3 separate regions of the Mus musculus genome follow, and all the other regions are linked to region 3. Evidence: chromatin contacts called from public promoter capture Hi-C data. All regions are on one chromosome and are shown on one strand. The core of a region is the stretch at or near the end of the contact, and the rest is flanking DNA. Distances in the headings are between cores, read along the strand shown.

Region 1 (4,619 bases), core at 601-3,100, 1.1 Mb before region 3:
CCTGCCATCCCAAAGAAAGCTTAATATGAAGCCAAACAAGAAACAGAAGGTCTGAGGCATAGCTCCATGCAGCATTTGCCTACAATGCATGGGGCCCAGGGTTTCATTCTCAGAACTCCCCTTCCCCAAGTGTCTAGTATTTCTCAAAACTCTCAAAGTCATTTAAAGAGCACCCAAGAGAAGCTGAGAGTCAGCACTGTGGGGAGCTCAAAGTGTTCCCTGTTAGTGGTAATTTATAAATGTTACAGTTTGCTCTTAAGCCGACTAGCTTCCAGATAACTGAGACAGGACTATTTAATTTTATTTAACAGGTTTAAGGCACAACAACTGAGCAGTATTAGTTTATTTTAGTCCTTTAAGCTAATCTGACTACTTCACAGCCACAATCCTTGAGATACTTGTTGTATTTTATGGCTTTCTCTGCTCCAGCTGTTTTTTATGATTATGATGTCTTCTGGACTTCCCACCTCATGGCTAAATCCCCACTTCCTCCCTCTCTCCTGTTCTGTCACTGGCTGATCAGCCCTTTATTGACCAATCTGAATAATTAGGAAGCAATGTTTACACAACATTGATGACAGGCAGTTCTCAAAATAAGGATAGCAACCATATATGAGGGCATAGCAATCAGCATGTGAATAATACAAGGATAATCCTTATACAGTGCACAATAACATTATTCCTACAGTTCCCTAAGGAAGAAACTGGGTAAGAAACTATGGGCTTTATTTAATAATATTGCTCATGGGGCTGGAGAGATGGCTCAGTGGTTAAGAGCACTGACTGCTCTTCCAGAGGTCCTGAGTTCAATTCCCAGCAACCACATGGTGGCTCACAACCATCTGTAGTGGAAATCTGATGCCCTCTTCTGGTGTGTCTGAAGTCAGTATACTCACATACATAAATAAATAAAATCTTTAAAAAAAAATACTGGTCATGGGTTTTTAACAAGTATGAGATGCAGATCCCTCTTTTTTTTTTTTTTGAGATGTCAGACTCTCACTGTAGCCCTGACTGCACCTGGAATTCCTTGTATAGGACAGGGTGGCCTCCAACTCAGATATCCAAGACAATCACCTGTCTCTACTTCCCAGAGTGCTGGGATTAAAGGTGTGTGCTACAATACCCAGCCCTCAAATGTCAGTTTTGTTCTGTTTTGTTTTGTTTTGTTTTAACGACAAGATCCAATATGCAGCTTTGACCTGCTTGAAACTTTGTAGACTGGCCCCAACTCATACAGAGTGTTGGGGTTAAGGGTGCACACCACCCACCGCACCTGTCAGATTTAATGATAGGGACGCACGTTGGGGGGGGGTCATGTGGGAACCCACTATATTATCCTCTCATTTTTAAAAATTTATTCATTTACATGTTAATTTATGCATGTGTGTAAGCCCACATGAGTTTATGAGCACCACATGCACGCAGGTGCCTGCGTCATTTCTTTTTTAATACTTATTTATTTCATGTATGTCAGTACACTGTCGCTGTCTTCAGACACACCAGAAGAGGGCACCAGATCCCATTACAGATGGTTGTGAGCTACCATGTGGTTACTGGGAATTGAACTCAGAACCTCTGGGAGAGCAGTCAGTGCTCTTAACCGCTGAGCCATCTCTCCGCCCATCATTAAAAAAAAATGGTTCTAAAACACTGTTACTTGATGGGGATAGGGCAGCAGTCATCATCACCTGATTCCTATAATCTCAATATTATTCCTGTAACATCAAGGTTCAGAAGCAGAAGGGACTTTGCCCTTAACAAAGATGGTAGCCACTAGCGTCGGTAGACTGCCTGCCCCGGACAAAGAGGGCGGCCCCGCCAGCAGGAACCGGAAATACGAGTCTGGGCGGTGCGCGGGGTACGGTGGGCGCTGGGCGGGCGCTGGGCGCGCAAGGTGCGCGGGTCCGGTTATGAAGCTTGGCCGGGCCGCTCTGGCCCTGCTGCTGCTGGCGCCGTGCGTGGTTCGTGCGGTGGAGCCCATCAGCCTGAGTCTGGCCCTGGCCGGCGTACTCACCACCTATATCTCCTACCCTCGTCTCTACTGCCTCTTCGCCGAGTGCTGCGGCCAGATGCGGAGCCTCAGCCGGGAGGGTAGGCGGGCACCAGGCGTCCGGGATGCTGCGGCAGGGGGATGGCGCCGCTGCCAGGCCAGACTTTGGCCGGAGGCCTGAGAGATGAGTGGTCGGGGCCCGGGGTAGGGTGTCAGCCCTGCGCGGAGCTCTCCGGGGCGGCCTCACGGCACCTCTTCCGCTTGGCTTTGGGGCCAACCCCGAGGAAGGGCAGAGTTCGCAGCACCAGGGTCCCTCAGCGCTCTCCAAACCAGGCTCCGCGGGCCCTGACGTCCTGGAAATGGGGCTGCCTTTTGCCAGCTTGTTTCTCTCCTGACCAGAGTGATCTTTCCTTTCTCAGCGCTGCAGAAAGATCTGGATAACAAGCTCTTTGGACAGCATCTTGCAAAAAAAGTCATCCTAAACGCCGTGTCTGGTTTCCTAAGCAACCCGAAGCCCAAGAAGCCCCTTACCCTCTCTCTGCACGGGTGGACGGGCACCGGCAAAAACTTCGCCAGCAAGATCATCGCGGAGAATATTTACGAGGGCGGACTGAACAGTGACTATGTACACCTGTTTGTGGCCACGCTACACTTCCCCCACGCCTCTAACATCACACAGTATAAGGCAAGAGCATTAAGTTGACCGCCTTCGCGGATGACCCGGAATTGGGGTTTCTCTGTTGTGGGGTGGGATGTGGGAATTCCACGTCAGTGAGTGAGCCACAACATGGCTCTCTGTATGTCAGTTCCTCTTTAAAAGGTGTGCACAGAAGTGGTCATATCCCTTGGAGGAATGACAGCTGAAGCTAGGCTACCGTGTTTTAAAGGGGACTGTCAAGAGCTGGGGGTAGCTCGGCATAGAGCACTTGCCCAGAATGTGGGAAGTTCTGTATTATGTCTCTCCACCCCAACTCCCACAACTCCCGCTGTGGCGAGGGTGCACTGGGGGATAGATATGTAAGTTACAAAGGGTTTGAGATACATAGAGCAGTTAGACCACCAAAGTTTTATGAGTGGCCTCTGTGACACTCATAAAGTGACTCGGTAAGGTGACAACTTGGCTGGGAAGTGGGGACATAACAACTCCAGGGTCTTTAGGAGTCGCCTCCCCCCGCCCCCTGTTGTGAAAAGGAAACCTAGAGGCCAAGTTTGCTTTGACCCAGCTGTTGCAACCTGCTATTGGAGTTTAATTCTGATAACAGGCTCACACCTGAATTCAGGTTCGGTCCCTCCCTCCCTACAGCTGTGCAGTAGGGGCTGTCACTTAACTTGAGCAGGGACATTCTTTATCTTAGAATGGTGCTTCAACCTCGAGTCTGTTAGTGCACCCCCTTTCTGTTGAGCATTGTGTGGCCATAACTGTGGCTTTGTGCAGGTTGTTTAATCTTGGTGCCTGAGGTCAGCGGGTGTTTTCCTACACACCTGTATTCCCAGCAGGCTGAGGCAGGAGGATCACACCTTTGAGGTTAGTCTGGGCTACATAGTAAGCTTCTGTTTGAAAACAGAAATGGAGAGGATGTCAGGTGGAGGAAGAGGAGAAAATAGGGGCTCAGTATCATTTCCTCAATGGCTTTGGGGAGAAGATTCAAAAATGTTGTCATAGCCAGGCATGGTGGCGCACGCCTTTAATCCCAGCACTTGGGAGGCAGAGGCAGGCAGATTTCTGAGTTCGAGGCCAGCCTGGCCTACAGCATGAGTTCTAGGACAGCCAGGGCTACACAGAGAAACCCTGTCTTGAAAAACAAAACAAACAAAACAAAAAATGTTGAGTTAACAGAGCTTGGAACGGTGTCTCGCAGCAGTGGGCGCTTGCTCACAGTCTGGGGCAGGAGACTGGGCAGACCTTCTCTGTGGAGTTCTAACGACTGAGTGAGTTGTATGGAACCATGAGTTGCCACATGATTCAGGTCACTGTAGGTTCCTCTAAGGCAGTTTCTCAACCTTCCTAATGCTGTGACTCTTTAATTCAGTTCCTCATAAAATGATTTCGGTATTACTTCAGAACTGTAATTTTGTAACTGTTATGAATCTTAACACAAATATCTGATCTGCAGGTATTTGATAAGTGCGCCCCGGGGGTCTCGACACACAGGTTGAGAACCGCTGCTGGGAGGGGAAGCTGGTCCATACCTGCAGAGTTGCTGCTTACATTAGATACAAAGGAGAACTGTATTGTGGTCACAGAGCAGTGGAAACACCCTAAGCAGATAGATGTACAGTGTAGCTGTTCGTGTGTTCTTTAGAAAGATACATGGCTGCCTTCCCCAGCTCACTTCAAGAGGAGGGTGGCTGGAAATACCTACACCCTAGGTAGGATTTGGGCTCAGTTTTCCCAGGAAGATGCTTTAAGAGGTCTGTGTGTCTCCCCTTGATGGCTCAGTGTATACGAACCTGGCTGGGGTTTGTCTGGGGCTGGCTTAGGGTGACTGAGGCTCTGACTTCATTCTTTAGCATCTGCCCCACCGAACAACCAAATACAAATAAGGTGGGCTCGTTTGTCTGCTTTATTCTTGAGCCCGCTGCCCATGAGCTCATTGTTGCAGCCTGAACTGTGTTTATTATCATC
Region 2 (4,575 bases), core at 857-3,356, 1.0 Mb after region 3:
ACATAAACCAAAGCACAGATTATCAAGGCCTCGGTGGGTACCTGCAGTACCGTTATTAGTTTGGGTGTGAGCACATATGTCATGGTCAGCATGCAGAGGTCACCTGACAACTATGAGCTCTCTCCTTCCCCCTTTACATAAGTCTTAGGATTAAACTCTGAACATCAGACTCAGCCACAAGCACCTTCACCCACTGAGACATCTCACTGGCCTCTATTGCCTCCCCCTCCCCCTTTTTTTTTTTTTTTTTTTCCTTTTGAGAGAAGTCCTCACTATGTGGTTCTAGTTGTCCTGGAACTCATTATGGTCTCAAACTCAGAGATTCAATGGCTTCTACCTCCTCGGTGCTGGGATTAAAGGCATGTGCCACCACACCCAGCCTGCATTATCTCTTAATCACTTTTGAAACAACAGTTGAAGTAACGATAAAATCTGTTCACTCAATTAAATTTTGAATTTCTTTTTCTTCTTCTTTTTGTATAGTTGAGGATGGAACTCAAAAGCCTTGCATAACTGGGTAAGCAAGATGCATGTTCCTGCTACAGGGCTGGGCATATGCCACAAGCCTGATTCAATGCTGCTGACCTAAGGCAGCTGTCTACTTCCTCAAAGGAAACACAATTGATTTTATTTCTATTACTGGCACATAGCAACTGCCTCTAAGGACCAGACAATATGCAGTTATTGCAGGTATCCCATTGGAGTCTCATAACAATCTTCTATAAAACAAATTCGTGTTCCTATTTATGGATAGGAGAGACTAACTCCCCCCAAGTCACATAGACTACTGTATTCCAAAGCTGACATCTATACCAGCCCAGGTCTACCCTACAGTAAATCCTATGCCCTCTCCTCCACTATCCGGAGGGTTGTCTGTATTTCTCCTCCCACATAGTTTCAACTATACCAATGGCTTGCTGAAGAGTCCTTACTCATCACCTTCTAAGCTTAATAAGGTCCCTCCTTCCTTCTACCAAGGTGCAACTAGGCAGTGGGTGTGTTAGTCAAAGGAGTTTAAAAGCATTGGTTGACCTGAAACTGGCTGGGCAATTTGTATTTCATTATTATCTTTTGGGTGAGGGGGATGAAGCCTCCTATCACATCTTCCCACTTTCAAGAAGATAAACCAGCAACCCTAAAACCATCTTTTTGCTGTAAGAGTCACTTTTCTCCTCTCGAGGGAACGGATACGTGGATGAAAACGTCCCGTTTAAAAGCTCAAAGAACCGAGTCCAGTCTCCATTCCTAACAGAAGTGACCCTTCCTGCCAGCAGAAGACCTGGCTCCCGACAGTTAAGACCTCATGTCTCAGGCATTATTTTCCAGCTTGGATACACCCAGCCTCCAATCCTTATGCTGACTAGTCCCCCGTCCCGTCCCCCCCTCCCCCCAGCTAGTCTCAAGAACTTGACTAGTTACTACAGCCTGCAATTCTAACCTAAGTTCTCAGACAATCTCAGGAGCCCGCCGGTCTCTTGCTCCCAAGGCGGGGTTCCCCGCTCGTTCACGTGTTTCCGAGAGCAGCCCGGCAGCCCCTCTGGACATCTTAAAGAACTCGACCGGACCTGATCACTGTGGCACCTCCCGGGCTGGGGTTGCACTCACCCGCTTCATCTGGACCTGAGTGCGTCCGAAGCACGTCCTGGAAGGCCGGTCAGGCAAAGTGCTGCAGACAGTAGCCAAAGCCCAAGTGCGGAGCCGCGGAACCAGCAGGGAGCCCAGGTAGCACGTGGAGAGGGAGGATCTTCGCAACTATCGCCGGTCCGCCGCCGCCCCTTCCGGGTCCGGGAGCCGGGACGGCACGCACCGGCGGGAGACAAGAGGCCTCACACGCCTCCGAAACCGGAAGAGGCCGAGCGCCGCCCACCCAGCAGGGTCTCCTTTAGCCACCACGCTGGTCTTCTCAGCTTTTCAGTCACCCACGGAGGCTCACTCTCCCGTGGGCTCTTAGTCGGACCTAGCACCCAGTGTCTAGGAAAGGGACTCTCTGAAGCGCCCACCTTCTCCGCGTGTCTGCAGGCGCGCCTCGGGTCAGCCCTACCGGAGCGCACTTTCCAGACAGGCAGCTCCACGGCCATCTAGCAGGGTGGCGTTGCCTAGCAACGACGGGGTCCTTTCTGGCTCGGTGGCGCTCGGGGCCTGCGGGGAGTGAACGGGCGCGGAGGGCGCTGGGAGAGGCCGGGGCAAGGTGGCGAGCGTTCAGTGTGCCGGTAACCCGACCTCCTCGCTCCTAGTAAGATGAGCGAGGCGGACCAGGCCCTGGTGGGGCCCAAGGCCGACGAGCCCTCGCCGCCCGCAGAGGAGAAGGACGAAGGGGGCGGGAAGGAGGCGGCTGCCGACGCGGCCCCCGGGCCCAGCGCCTCGTTTCGCCTCATGGTGACTCGGCGGGAGCCTGCCGTGAAGCTGCAATACGCGGTGAGCGGGTTAGAGCCGCTCTCCTGGTCTGAGGACCACCGCGTGTCTGTGTCCACGGCTCGCAGCGTCGCCGTGCTGGAGCTTATCTGCGATGTGCACAACCCAGGCCAGGATCTGGTGATCCACCGCACCTCGGTACCCGCACCTCTCAACAGCTGCCTCCTCAAGGTAAGTCGCCTCCACCGCTTCTCCCGCGGACGCGCCACGGATCCCAAGGGAAGCTGGCCTGCACCCGGCTCTAGGATTCCATGTGCATCCAACTCTTAATGAAGGGGCTAGCCTCGCCGCAGCTTTTAAAAAGTCGTGCAAGCGTCTTCACTGTTCCTAGACACCCCCGCCCCCCCAGCCAGGATCCGCTATCCATTCCTTCATTACTGGTGGATGGAACAGTTAGAGCCGTTAGCCCCGGGATTTCTGGAACTCTTGTGACTCCACCCCGCAGCTGACCCAACCCCTGACCTGTCTACCGTTGCTCCTATTGTCTGGGGCCAACTCCCCAGGCCCTGGGCTGGCTTTGTGTTTTCATTCTGTAATGCAAGCGCCCTCCTCTCGCGCCACTTTTGCTTTGAGAAGAAAAACTGATCTATTTCGTTACCTGTTTGACGGTTTCATTGTGAACGGTCCTTGTGTCTCCTTGGGTAGACAGCTCTTAAATCTGGAAGTGTGATGAAAAATAAAACCTCGGAGAGCATCAGGTGCTTAGACTTCCAAGTCCAAGGTCTCTGTAACTCTATAAATTTACTGCCTTCAACTTCATATAACCCAAGTTTGCTCCTGAACTGTAGAGTTTCTAATTTTTGTTGTATTAATGTAACCATTTTCAAACATGGTTTACTTTAGTGAGCGATGTTCCTTTTCATAGTCTATAAATGTAAAAACTTACTTTTATTTTATTTATACCTTCTGTATGTATATGCAGTAGGTAATCTGTCAAAGTGGGTGTGTGTCAAGTGAGTAGGTGCCCAATGGAGTCTGGGATAAATCAGAGTAGAGACAGCCCCTGCCCTCAAGGAGGTTATTTATCCTTTGGCAGGTCATGAACAAATAATGTAGTCTTAATATCATGGTGTGCTATAAAGCTATACACACGTATAACAGTATGCTTATTTGAAAGTAAAGTTTTTCCATACTCTTCTAGACAGCCATTCCAAATCCAGGTGATTAATCACGGGTACCATTTGAGTAGCCTGAGCTCTTTTTAGCACACTTGATTCAAATTTCAAACACACTGTTGATTTGGATAATATGTTTATTTATTTTTTTTTTATTTTATTTGGTTTTTGTTTTTTCGAGAAAGGGTTTCCCTGGCTGTCCTGGAACTCACTCTGTAGACCAGGCTGGCCTTGAACTCAGAAATCCACCTGCCTCTGCCTCCCAACTCAGAAATCCACCTGCCTCTGCCTCCCAAGTGCTGGGATTAAAGGCGTGTGCCACCACTGCCAGGCCTTTTCTCTTTTAAATAGCATCTTGAGCTTGATAATCTTGCCTGGGATTACAGACTCACAGATTTAATTAATTATTCAGCTTGACTGACTGAGTCATGTAAGATCCTAAGATCTGAGTGAAATGATTCAAATATAAACTGGTAGTGCTGTTGAAGTGATAAACATAGGAGGGAGGCAGAAGAAAGGTGCTGAAAAGCTGCACCCTCTGCTGAACTTACTGTTTCAATGGATATTCCAGTGCCCCTCAGCTAGGGAAAGTCTGGGCCTAGATGGTAAAAACTGACTGTTTAACAGAGAGTTTGGTGAAAGGAGTAGGAGGGGAGGCACTTAAATCAGAGGAGGTCACTGAGTCTGTAGCAGTCCCAAGAAATGATAGTGTTTGGTTTATCAGGAAGCTCAGAAAGGCTACTCAAGGTGGCAAGCGAGGCATCCTGCTCATGCACATGGATCTTTCATCATGAGTGGAGCTATGTGTGACTGTTTCTTGAGCATTGATGAATCGCCTGGAGCTGAAGATTTCTTCTAGAGTCAGAGAAAATGACACCAGTTTAGGAACTAGGAAGGTTAGTCCAGGAAGTTTCTTGAGTGCTGTTTCAGTTCATGAGGATAGTGTGATCTGGTATAGTTCAGGAGTGTGAGACTGCTTGGGCTAGAGGTAAGCAGATGATTGCTGGGCTGAGGCTAACAGAGGGCGTTAAGAGCCTAGGCTTTGGCA
Region 3 (4,611 bases), core at 1,600-4,099:
CTGACATGCACACACATACCATGGCATGTGCACTTATATATACATACATGCATACATACATACATACATACATAATACAGGATACAGGATACAGGATACAGATATGAGAAGGGGCTAACCATTTCTGACAAAGGGCCATTCTGAGATGCTGGCTTAGAGCAGAGCAAGTAGCAGATCTAAGAATCTTGTCTCAAAAAACCAAAAAACCAAAAAAAAAAAAAAAAAAGAGTGCTGGGGGGTGGTGGCACATGCCTTTAATCCCAGCACTTGGGAGGCAGAGGCAGGCGGATTTCTGAGTTCGAGGCCAGCCTGGTCTATAGAGTGAGTTCCAGGACAGCCAGAGCTACACAGAGAAACCCTGTCTCGAAAATAAAAAAAAGGACTGGTAGCTCTTGCAGAGCACCTGAGTTGGAAACCCATTGACCCAATGGTGACTCACTACTAAGTGGAGTTCGCTTCCAGGCCCCCTTCTGCCCTCTGTGGGCTGCATGCACCAAGACACCCACCTTTGAAAAACAAAAGTAAATCAGGTGGTGGAGGCACACACTTTGGATCCCAACCCTTGGGAGGCAGAGGCAGGAGGATCTCTGAGGCCAGACTGGTCTACAGCATGAGTTCCAGGACAGTCGGGATTACACAGAGAAACCCTGTCTCGAAAACCCAGTGAGCAAACATAACAAAAATATTGGAAAAAAATTCTATTCTGAGCTCTAATCCAGGGATCCAGGCTCAGTTTATACTCTTGGCATACAAAAGCTCAGGAATCTAGGAACAGCATATAACCTAAGACCTGTACAAGGAGCCAGGCTTAGTATCTAGTGTGAGCTTAAATACAGGGGTCTCAGCTCAGTCTTCAGAAGATCTGTCCTATAGACAGTTTGGTTATAACCAGACTTTATTGGAAGCAGGTCCTGAGGCCTCCCCCATACTCTGTAGCCAGGCTTTCTTACCAGGATGTAGTCAGCTCCCCAGTCCCTGGCAAAGGCCAGTGCTTCCTGCCTCAGCTCCATCAAAAACTGATGCCGTTCTTTGGTCCAGTGCTTGGGACCCTGTTCATCTGGGTAGGACCTGAAGTGGAGAAAGGTGAAATGCTCTCTTGAGAGAGGGGCCTCTCGTTCTCTGCATAGAATAGACATGCGTGCTCTGGGGGCTGTGCCCTGGGGAATAGCTGTTCACCATCTTCCAGTACCCTTGCCCTCGGTTAACCACCTGGCCTCCTCCTCAGGCTTCCAGACGACAGTCGCATAGTCCCGACCCACAGCAGCCAGCCATTCCCGGAGCATCCCTGTGGTGTTGTCCATGTTGTGATCTGTGGCACACCTGTGAGCACAACACAGAATGACTGTCCTGAGAGCGATGGGGCAGAGTTGTGCGCTCCAGTGGAGGTGCTGGAGGATGTCCTGTGTAGCCTCAGGCAAGGTCCATGCCTCTCTGTGCTTCACGTCTGTCCTTCTAATTTTGTGCATTGTACTGTGGGAATTGAACCCAGAGACTTGTACACATCAAGCAAGCCCCTGACCCCTGAGCCATCCTCGGCCTGAGTGCACTTGAAAAGTCCCTTGAGCTTAAAGATTGCACCTGCCACGTCCCTTCACTTCCGTCCCTCTTCATGGCTCCACACATCAGGCCTTTTCCAGCTCAGAATCAGACAAAACAGTCATTGCCTTTCTCTCCTTACCTAACTCCCCCCAGCTGTAATTAGGCTCACACCATGCTCCGACAACCCCTGAGAAGTGTTAGTGGTGATCCAAGTTCTGTTACCATGGAGCACAGCTTTCCCTCTGCTGGGGAGGGGGCTCTAGTAATGGAGGTGGAAGGCTTAGCCAAGAGCCCAGGTTTTAGGCGATGCTGTTCCTTTAAGCCAATTCCCCAGAACTACGTGTCAAGTCTTACAGGGGTGGGAACTAACTAACTCCCCAAGTGTGGTGGCTGTGGGCAGCCTCCCCAGGCCACAGCTCCACCCCAGCCCAACTTTGGTGTGCTGTGAGGAGTACTCTATCTCCAGCCTCTGCTCAGGCTCCTCCCTGTTTTGACTTTTTTAGACAGGGTACTGCAACCTCTGATCCCAGCGTCCCATGAGACCACACCCTTGGCTATCAGAACCAGCCAGCCCCTCTCTCTACCCAGAGAAGCTTAGCAGTACCACTCAGAAGGGCACCCGAGCATGCCGCCTGGAGCTGAGGGTTCCCTCCACCTGCTCTCTAGAAACCTCCAGTCTGACTGATCCTTTCTATGCTGGGCCCCAGGGGATTCCAGAGGTTCAGTCTGTTCTACCGCACATCAGGCAGACCACAGGTCTTTACTGCGATGTACTGCCGAGCCCCAAGGGCTAGGTCAGAAAGGACAGGCCTAACTGAAACCCAGGGGAAACCCGGGAAGCCGGGGACGCCCGAGACATGTAGGGAGCCCAAAGGAGGGGTGAGTGTCCCTGGGCTGAACCCTGGCCTCAGAGGTCTATTCTTGCCCCGCGGGGTCTAGGAATACTGTTGAAGGGCTGTCTGGGAGGGAGGAGCTTGTTCGGGTTGTGTCTGGGCAGAAGTAATGAGGCCTCCAGGTCAAAAGCCTTCCTGGGTCCTGGGGCTTGATGCCCATATGCACCCACCCCTGGATCTCTCACCAGAGGGCCAGCCTGGCCCGGGGGTAGTCCAGGCGCTCCAGCGCACCCAGGTAGTGGGGCAGAGAGTGTTCAGCATTGCGGGCCAGGATGGCAAGGACCACGGTGGGTAGCGTCGGCTCTGTGACACTGGCAGCCCGGAGCTGCTGCCCCAACAGGAGCAGCAGAGGTAGGAGCCGCGCAACGTGCATGGCGGGACTCGGTGGCTGTGGAGGGCCCCGGGTTTCCCACCACAGTAGGGAGGGGGCGGGATGGGCGGGGCATGGAGGCGGGGTCTTAGAGGGGCGTGGTTACTGCCTTGGGGCCCCTGCGCCCCTCTTAGGCGCCTGTACGCTCCGCTGTCCTCTTCTCCGCCCAGGCCCTAGAGGTCCAGGGTTAGGCACCTGCTCCAGACGCGTCCTGGGGTCCGCCTTCTCCGTGTGGACCTCGGAAGGCGTTGGCACGGAAGGAAGGATCCGTGGGCCATGGTGGACCGCTTGTACCATGGGCGTTCATCTCACTCCTGGAATACTGACACCCGGGATTCCCGGCTCTCTGCCTCTCAGCCGTGGAGGCTGCAGTCTTCGCGAGGAGCCCAGGTTCCCGCCCCCTGCTCCATCTGAGACGCCCTCTGGCGGCCTGAGGCAGTAACTCCACATACCCAGCAGATGACGCGATGAGTTGGAGAGCAAGCCCAAGCTTGGGGGAGAGGACTGAGTGCAGCTGATCTGGCCACTTCCGCGACCTCGCATCACCTCCGCAGGCTCCGGCCCTTAAAGCAAAGCCCTTCTTTCAATTGCTTTGTTTGTTTGTTTGTTTGTTTGTTTGTTTGTTTCGAGACAGGGTTTCTTCTCTGTGTAGCCCTGGCTATCCTGGAACTCACTTTGTAGACCAGGCTGGCCTCGAACTCAGAAATCCACCTGCCTCTGCCTCCCAAGTGCGGGATTAAAAACGTGCGCCACCACCGCCCGGCTTCAATTGCTTTTTAATACAATAAAATTAAAGATTGCATCTTTAACTTCCCAAATAAGACCTAAGCAACATCATCACATTGACTCTGAGGAGCATTTCGTTTGACACAATGTGTTTGTTTTTTCTTTTGAAAGAAGAGTTATTTGGGAGGGGATGCACTTGGTCCTGTGGAGGCTTGATGCGCCAAGAAGGAGGATACTAGAAGGGTGAGGAGGGAACAACGGGTGGGTGGGTGGTTGAGCTCCCTCTTAAAGGCGAAGGGGAGGGAGGTGGGATTGGGGAGATCCTGGAGGGAGGACTGGGAAGGGGAACAACATTAAAACATAAATAAGGGCTGGTGAGATGGCTCAGTGAGTAAGAGCACCTGACTGCTCTTCCGAAGGTCCGGAGTTCAAATCCCAGCAACCACATGGTGGCTCACAACCATCTGTAACAAGATCTGACGCCCTCTTCTGGAGTGTCTGAAGACAGCTACAGTGAACTTACATATAATAAATAAATAAGTCTTTAAACAAATAAATAATAATGATAATGATGGTAATAATAAAGCAGAGCCCACTCCGACTGAGGGTAGGACTTAGGGGTCACCACAGAACCTCTGATGGCAACCCATCCCGCTTCCAAAATAGGAGATACAGCCTCCTTTGGGACAGAGCAAATCTTGGGACTCTGTTAGAATGAAAGGGAATCTCCAACCTCTCTTAGGAGAGAAAAAAGGATGAGGGAAAGGGGCTTAAGATATTCTTGCTGGGTATCTGTCACCAATCTCTGACAGTCACTTTCCCTGAGTCTCCTGATTCTCACAGGTAAAACCTGACTGATGATGGCTAATGTGAAGGTTTGCTACAGGGAGACCTTGAGCATGAATGCACTTGAGGCGCGCTCTCTCTCTCTCTCTGGGTAGGGAGCCTGAGCCAGGCCTCTGCATCCATCTACCTTCCCTCTGCCTGAATGGTCTGCTTTCCTAGATAGAGCTGCTCTTTAGCTCTTCGGGACACTAGGAAAGTGGAAGGACACACTCCCTCTATTGAGAGAGGATGGAAGGA

The links. Promoter capture Hi-C pulls out the DNA fragments that hold promoters and counts their contacts.
Region 1: a contact with region 3 is called in a promoter capture Hi-C map of the C10 cell line, with 2.3 times the contacts expected there. The contact joins the promoter of Tor1a here to the promoter of Cercam in region 3. A contact is called at or near these places in 3 of 39 promoter capture datasets (the C10 cell line, hippocampal neurons and pre-B cells) and 1 of 9 other capture datasets (liver).
Region 2: a contact with region 3 is called in a promoter capture Hi-C map of cranial neural crest. The contact joins the promoter of Gtf3c4 here to the promoter of Cercam in region 3. A contact is called at or near these places in 3 of 39 promoter capture datasets (cranial neural crest, liver and maxillary cranial neural crest) and 1 of 115 datasets of contacts at active chromatin or transcription factors (large pre-B cells).

Annotation. Positions count from the first base shown.
Region 1 is chr2:30,965,149-30,969,767 of GRCm38.p6, reverse strand. Tor1a (torsin family 1, member A (torsin A)) reads left to right here and starts at 1,850. Exons shown (of 5, transcript NM_144884.2): 1 at 1,850-2,094; 2 at 2,413-2,678. The coding sequence starts at 1,914.
Region 2 is chr2:28,837,891-28,842,465 of GRCm38.p6, reverse strand. It overlaps Gtf3c4 (general transcription factor IIIC, polypeptide 4), which reads left to right and starts at 2,106. Exons shown (of 5, transcript NM_172977.3): 1 at 2,106-2,583. The coding sequence starts at 2,239. It overlaps Ddx31 (DEAD/H box helicase 31), which reads right to left and starts at 2,060. Exons shown (of 20, transcript NM_001033294.3): 1 at 1,606-2,060. The coding sequence starts at 1,614.
Region 3 is chr2:29,867,732-29,872,342 of GRCm38.p6, reverse strand. It overlaps Cercam (cerebral endothelial cell adhesion molecule), which reads right to left and starts at 2,849. Exons shown (of 12, transcript NM_207298.2): 1 at 2,618-2,849; 2 at 1,210-1,320; 3 at 951-1,068. The coding sequence starts at 2,805. It overlaps 2600006K01Rik (a long non-coding RNA gene), which reads left to right and starts at 1,932. Exons shown (of 3, transcript XR_003954007.1): 1 at 1,932-2,783; 2 at 2,973-3,771; 3 at 3,948-3,992.